Linked DNA regions of Macaca mulatta: region 1 is linked to region 2. A link is a contact called in public Hi-C data. All regions are on one chromosome and are shown on one strand. The core of a region is the stretch at or near the end of the contact, and the rest is flanking DNA. Distances in the headings are between cores, read along the strand shown. Region 1 holds the start of MRPL23 (mitochondrial ribosomal protein L23). Region 2 overlaps LSP1 (lymphocyte specific protein 1).

Region 1 (3,640 bases), core at 192-2,691, 58 kb after region 2:
CCTCCTGGGACCCTACCACTGGCAGCCTGGAGCTTCTCCACCCCACGCAGGCCTGGACAACAGTGGGGACAGCTGCCACCACCTTCCCTGCCCACTCTGTCCCACTTCTCACTCCATCCTGCTTCAATGCCTTCATGCTAGATAGACCCCCTGGAGTCATTTCCACTCAAACCTACCCATCAGACCTACCCGGCTCAGGCCCTCAGAGGGGCACAGAGCCCTCTCCTCCTCCTGAATTTCCATCAACCCCAGTGCCCTCCCACAGCCCTGTCCTCACCTGCAGGCCTGGGCCCTCTGCCCCCAGCAGCAGCCAGGACCCATGGCCCCGCTTCTCGGGGTCCCCCGACACCCCTGCCTCTTGCACTTAGGGTGCTGTTGGGTGCGGGAATAAGCCAGGCCTGGGGGTGGGGGGACACAGGCAGCTAAACACATTGAGAAGTGGCCTGAGAAAGAGATCAAGTGGCCTGAATCCAGCCACCAGGCAGAGGAAACCACGGGAGGAGGGAGAGGCCTGGGGACAGGGGAGGGAGGCTGCCGCCCTACCCCGAAAGGTCCCAGCAGCCCTCCTGGCCAGCGCCACCCAAGGAGAGGAGTGAGGACTGGGCCCTGGACGGGGGTCCCTGTAGAGAGGGCCTTGCCAGAGGCTGGAGGGGGCTGGCCAGAAGGGTGGAGAGGGGGTGGGCAAATGGCAAGGCCTGGAGAGACCCGTGGCCCTCTTGGAGGAGGCGTGCTGGGAGCACCGGAGATGGAGAGTGTGGCCGGTGTGGGGGTTGCCAACCGGGCTCGCCAGAAGGGCGAGGGGAGGGGCCCTGGGGTTCCGGACGCGGGGGGCGGGAAACAGCCAGGAGAGAGGGGCTTCAGACCCCAGACCCGGGGACCCGCCCTCCCCGGCACTACAGCCCCAGGTCTCCACTTCCAGTCCCCCGCAGCTGCAAGGGCAGCGGTGCGGGCCAGGCTGTGGCCTGGAGCTGCCAAAGGGCAGGGGCACCGGTGTGGGGGGCGTGCAGGCCCGGGTTCTGGGAGGCAGGGCAGACAGGCCCGAAAGAGTGCGACGGCGGCGAGAGGCCTCTGGGGCTGGGGAGGGTGCGGGCGTGGGCGGGGCGCGAGCAGCAGGGGCTCGGGCCCCGGCTTCAGGCTGTGGGGGCGGAAATGCGGGGCGGGACTGCTGCGGTCCTGCGTCCTGTGGAGCCTGCGGCGCGGGGAGTGGGGGTCGGGCGGGGTGGAACGTGGGGTGCGGGACAGGCGGGGGGAGGAGAGGTGGAAGAAGCCGGCGCGCGGCGGGGCGGGGCGGGCGCGGGGCTGGGGACGGCGCGGACAGGCGGCGCGGGCGCGGGCGTGTGCGGGGCGGGCGGCGCGGCCTCCGGAAGCGAGGGGGCGCTGTGCCAGGCGGCGGCCCTGCGGGGTGGGCGTGTTGCTCCTTCCGCCTCGCGGGCCCCGGAAGCGTGTGCGGCCGCCATGGCGCGGAATGTGGTGTGAGTAGGGGTCGTCGCCCCCCCCCGCGGGGCGCCCCTTAGTGTCACAAGCAGACGGACCCCACAGGGCGCGCGGACTCCGGGGAGTGGGGTGGACGTCCCTGGGTCCCCTCCTGGCCCGGGAGAGGCGGGGTCCTCCGGGACCCCCATGGTGGCTTGGGGCACGTGAGGCGGGTGGCGGAAGTCGCCCCCCGCCAGGTTTAGGGCAACCCCGGGGGGCGGGTGTGGCTGGGGTGGCGACAGAGGGTACGAGCCAAACCCGCGGAGGCCACGGTGTCCCCGCGGGGGCACTGGGAGGGCGGCCCGGGGGTGGTCCCGCTGCCAGGGCCGAGGGCGTTGTCTGGAGACGTTTCTGGTCGTCACGGGACGGGCCACGGTGGCTGCTGGGTCCAGGCGGGGAGGCACGGGCGGCCCCCACCGCAGCTCGGGCGCGGCCTGAGGCAAAGGAGCTGGGAGTCCAGATTGGGTTTGAGTGGGAAAGGGCAGCTGACCACAGCCCTCGGCTTTGGGGCAGGCAGGGCCGGAGTCCCGGTTCTGCGCAGCCCAGACCCCCCACGCCCACTCTGCATCTTCTCTGGATTCCCAGGGGCCATCAGGGCGCTGTCCTGCCCCACTTCGCCTTCCCCAAATTGAAGCAGGAAACCCTGCATATTTCTTGGTGAACGAGTGACTCAGGCGTAATCAGTAGATGTGGGCTCCCGGGTGGGTTTTGGAGAACAGTAATCAGTATTTCTGGAGAGAGACCGTCAAGAGGCCAGGGCGTGGCTTTGGAGGCCCCTGCACATAGCTGGGGGGAGAGGGGAGGGTGGCAGGTGGGACCCTCAGTGGACGAGGCTTCCTTCAGCAGACATCTGGGACCGGTGCTGCACGTGACCCTGACCTTGGGGAGCACCCAGCACCAAGGAAGAAAGGGTCTTAGGCCTACACTGCCCTGAGCCTCACGTGAATTCCACGCTGGCCCTTCGCCTGTCCCTGGAGAATGAGGAGGAAGTGAGGGTCAGAGGACCCGGGTGGGGTGTTCCTGAAAGGCCAAGGGCGGTGGGCCCCTGGAAACATCAGGTGTGGCTGCCCTGGAGGCAGCGGGGCCCGCACGCCCAGCAGTGCACACACTTCTGTTGCTGGGGAGCCTTTGCAGGGAGTGCTGACTGGACTTGCTGTGGACTGGATGCAGCTGGGGAGGGGGTGCTGACAGGGTGGGATCCTGGGTGAGTCACTCGTGGGGCCGTGGGGAGGTAGGCTGGTGGCAGTGAGCCAGGTTTTTGTGTTTTGAGGAAGAAGTTAGGTCAGAGTTCTACTTGAGATAGGTTACGGTGGAGGTGCTTGTGAAATACCATGGGGAGTGCTTGGGGTGCTCCCTGGGGAGAGTGGGATTGAGGGAACTGAGGGCTGGTGGGCCCATAAGGGTTCGAGTCCTGCAGAGAGGCCTTAGAGCCCTGTCCTGCGGCCCTGGGTGTGGACAGTGCAGCTTGTTCCAGATCTGCGGGCTCCATGTGCAGACAGCCCGCGCTGCCTCCTGGAGAGGCTCTGCCTGTGAGAACAAGGACAGTGAATAGTCCTGGCCCAACCCCTGCCAGCCTCTCACCTCAAGCCCGCACATGGCCCTTCAGACCCTTAGCAAAGTATGCCCTTCAGGCCCCAAGCCTGGAGACTCGACAATTAATGGCCTGGGAGCTGTTGTACCCTCTTTTCTACTGTTTCCTGGGAGTCCCCAAACTTTGTCTCCCCTCCTGCAATCCCATAGCTGGTCACCAGAGGGAATGTGTGAACCCCTTGGGTAGCCATGGCTAGCCTGAACCTGTGGGTAAAACAAGTCAGGCCCCTCCACACCCAGAGCCCACCCTTCCTTCTCGGCCTCTTATTGGCGCCCACCCCTGAAGGCTGCACTCCGAGGCTTGGAAGGGCCAAGGCCATGCCCAAGAGGAGGCTCTGCTGGGGTTGGGGGAGTGAAGACTCAGCCCCACTGGCCCAGCCACTAGGCTGCCATGTGTCAGTGTGGTCATCAGGAGGCCTGGGGTGGACATTATTAGTGATTTGGCTTTGCTACAGGCGCCTTGCCTCTGAGAGCTCCCGGCAGCTCCTGGCCCCTGCCAGGCCCCCAGGCCCAGAGGCTCAGCCCTGCCCATCACTCTTGGCCCTTCAGGAACACCCCACCCAAGGCCTCTGACCCT
Region 2 (3,412 bases), core at 197-2,696:
GCAGCCTGGCCACCACAGGGCTAGCATTGAAGAAAGCAGGTGGCATGGAGCCCAGGTTCCCTGACCATCTGTATGCTGGTGGTCCATAGAGGGGCAGGAACTTAGGTCCTACTCCCTGTCCCAGCCGAGAGTCATTCAGAGGTCCTGATGCCCTCCCCATCCCATGCTGCAGACAGAGCAGTGCCACTCCTGCCATGGTTAGACACACATTTATTAGTGACCTGGACCCCAGGCTCCATTTCCAGCACCCATCACACCCCAGGGTGGGGCAACTGTCCTCCTACCATCTTCCCTGCCAAACCCTGACTCTCAAGCAGCTGTGGCAGAGGCTTTTTCTGGCACCTCTGTGTCCCTCTCCTGTGGTTGGTGACCCCTGCCAGAGCCTGGCTGACTGCCAACTGGGCGCCTTCACTCTCCCTGCCGGGGTCACAGCCCCTTCTCGGTCCCACTTGGCCAGGCTGTTCCCACAGGGTTGGGACTGAGGGCTCCCTCCTCATCCAGCGGTCAGAGCCTGGGCGTGGCCAATGCTGAGACCCTCGCTGTCCCACCAGTGAACCCCTCGAGTTCTGCCCCCTCAGGCTGTCAGCCCCGGTAGGGGACGCAGAGGGGGGCAGTGAGAGGGGTCACGCTGGGCCCTCCTCTACCCCCTGATAAGCCCCTCCCTGCCTGCCCCTGAGCACTTGTATTGGTGCCAAGTCTCACGCTGGCTGAGGCTCCCCCTGCACCCTAGTCCCAGGGTCTGGCTCTGCCATCAGGAAGAGCACGCAGCAAAACTGCTGACTGCTCCTGAGGCCGATGGCCAAGCCAGCCTGACTGCACCCATGCCTCAGCAAGCAGAGATCTGCCCCCAAACCTTTGACAGCAAAAGGGAGGAACAACGCGAGGCCCAGGCCCCTGAGCAGCCTGGCCTAGGTCAATAGGTGCGGTCCTCCGCCATTTTCCCTAAAGTTTTCATCCCAAGGCCCCCATCCCACATCCCAACGCAGACCCCTTCTCTGTTCCCCTCACACCACTGCAGCCCGGGGGCTCCAGCTCGTCCTCTCTGCCCTTTCCACCTGATCACCTTCCTGACACCCAGACTTCCCTCAGCACCCCGTGTGCCCTTCCCAGGCTGCCCTGCACCCCATGCCCCTTGGGCCCTGGTGCATCTTCATGCAGTAACTATGGGCCCCCAGCTAGAACCTCAGCCCCCTCTTCTGTCCACCTCATGGTTCTGGGCCCTGGGGGCCGTTCCGGCCACTTCACTAGAGCCTCCAGCCAGTCGCTGTGCGGTTGAAGTTCTTGGGCTGAGGGTTCAGCTCCAGGATGGAGCAGACTGTGGGAGGGGGCCGGGTGGCCTCCTGCAGCTTCCGGGCGTTGAAACGAGGCCGGTACAGGAAGGGCAGGCGGGTGAGGCCAGCTGGGGTGCGCTCCCCACCGCTGGGCCCCGTCAGGCGCCCTCGGGCCTCCACCACCGACATGCGGTACAGCACAGCATCCCACATCCTGGAGGCCCGGGAGGCGGGGACCCGGGGCACGGCAGGGGTGGGCGCCTCCTGCTCTGTGGGGGCGGGCATCTCCGGCTCCAGGCTCTGCCGCGGCCCTGGGCACGTAGGCTCCGGGGCCTCCTCCAGCAGCTGCTTCTTGAGCCGCGTCCAGCCACTGAGCCGGGGCTTGGGTGCAACTTTGGGGACAGGGCATGGGTGAGGGCCTGATGGTGGGGTAGGGGATGAGGCCCAGGCGGGGCTGGACACTCGCTCGGCCTCAGCGGCAGGGCCAGCCATGGGGGGCTCCTCCAGTTGCTCTCTGCCAGGGCCCACGGGGGTCAGGTTGTGCGGTGAGGACTCCAGCGAGTGGCAGGTCGGGGCTATGGGCACCACGACCCTGGCACTAGCCTCTCTGGGCACCGAGGCATGGAAGCTGGGTGGCGGCCGTGGTACAGGGGGCTCCTCAGGCCGGGGACTGGCAGCCTGGGCTGTGGTGGGCAGTGGGCGGATGTGAGCCACTGGGACCAGGGGCTGGGCCCTGGGGAGACGTGGGGTGGCATCTCCGTCCTGGCTGTTGGATCCCCCTTCTGGGGCTGTCCTGGGGGGCTCAGGGGTCCCGTCGTGTGGGGATGGTGCCAGCTGGATGTGCACCTGGGTGATGTGGGTGCCCCCAGCCACAGGGGCTGAGACAGGGACGAAGCCACTGGGGGGCCGGGCAGGTTCTGGGGCCGGGGCTACAACCTGGGGCCCCGTGGCCTTGTGGGCAGCTAGAATCCTGCGCTGGGTGAGGCCGACAGACAACGTGAACTTCTGCAGGGGTGACGCCATGTGGTAGATGACGGGGGTGTGCGGGGAGCGGGGTAGGGCAGCCACTGTGCGGGGAGCCTCAGTGGGGCGTGGGGCTTCAGGAAGGCGTGGGGCTTCGGCGGGGTGCGGGCCCTCAGCAGCGTGCGGGGCTGTGACCTCCTGGTCGTGGCTGGCCTCACTCACGGGGGACAGGGAGGTGCGGAAGGCCCCGGGTGGGGCGAGGTGCGCGCCCCCCATCATCTTCTTCCGGGCTGCCTTCCTCAGGAGCTTCTGCAGACGCAGGTTGTCCTTTCCTGGCTTGGGCAGCACGGGCGGTGGGGGTCCAGGGGCTCCCTGGAGGCTCGGACCACTCACCTCGGGTGCCATCGACGCGGCTGAGATGAGCATGGCTGTGTCCTAGGGTGGGAGGGACAGTAGTCAGGCCAGCCCTCCTCCCCACCGAGGTGGGAGGCCTGTGCCTCCTGTGATCCAGGGAGGACCTGGGGCCAGGGCTGTGGGGGCCTGAGTATTCGGCTTCCTAAACACCCAGAACCTGCCGGGGCCGTCCTGAGCTCGACTGTGCCTTGGGGACTTTGGGGTGGCCCGACCATCACCCTTGTGTAGAAATGAGGCCACAGAGACCGAGTCCCTCCAGGGATGGGGCTAGAACCTGCCTCCAGGTCTCTGTCCTCCATGCCACCCCAGCACAAAGCAGGCCCCAAGTACACAGCCTGGGTCAGGCCACAGTGCCGTGTGGGCTGGGGTGGGAGACGTGGGTGAGCTCCAAGTGACAGGCATGCCCCTGGCCAGCTGCTGGCTGGGCCCACGGCTGGAAGAGCGGCTGCCCACAGACACGTGAGGGGCGCCCCGTTGTCGCCGGCCCGACCACAGGCGCGTCCGCTGCGAGCCAGCGGTGAGGGGTGGCGGCCAAGAGGCTCGGGAAAGCTGAGGCTGCATCATCAGAGGTAGATCGGCAGGAAGGTGGGAGCAGTTTTCGCTGAGCTATGCTAAATGGGATATTCCCGCAGACCTCCTGTCTGGGGTGGTCCGGCCAAGCCGCCCACCCTGGTTTCTGGGCACCACGTGTTTGCAAGGACATTGACAAATGGCATCTGGGCTGAGCCAGAGGCTGTCTGGTTTGGGGAAGGAGGAGTCCTGGG

What was found. Hi-C and Micro-C count contacts between places; a contact is called where the count stands out from the background.
Region 1: a Hi-C map of CD4 T cells shows a contact between it and region 2, with 2.6 times the contacts expected there. The contact joins the promoter of MRPL23 here to the enhancer-like site in region 2. A contact is called at or near these places in 4 of 14 Hi-C or Micro-C datasets (CD4 T cells, cortical neurons, fetal cortex germinal zone and 1 more).

Annotation. Positions count from the first base shown.
Region 1 is chr14:1,866,812-1,870,451 of T2T-MMU8v2.0, forward strand. It overlaps MRPL23 (mitochondrial ribosomal protein L23), which reads left to right and starts at 1,442. Exons shown (of 5, transcript NM_001266484.1): 1 at 1,442-1,472. The coding sequence starts at 1,456.
Region 2 is chr14:1,808,680-1,812,091 of T2T-MMU8v2.0, forward strand. The region is part of intron 10 of LSP1 (lymphocyte specific protein 1); the gene reads left to right. It overlaps PRR33 (proline rich 33), which reads right to left. Exons shown (of 2, transcript XM_077961689.1): 2 at 194-2,669. The coding sequence starts at 2,660. The coding sequence ends at 1,245. Among named protein-coding and RNA genes, the nearest start is that of PRR33, 6.0 kb to the right of the region's middle. Within about 2 kb of position 1,447, at least 4 of the 40 cell types and tissues checked have an H3K27ac peak or open chromatin away from gene starts, as enhancers often do. A contact at or near this core is called in CD4 T cells, where this site is marked.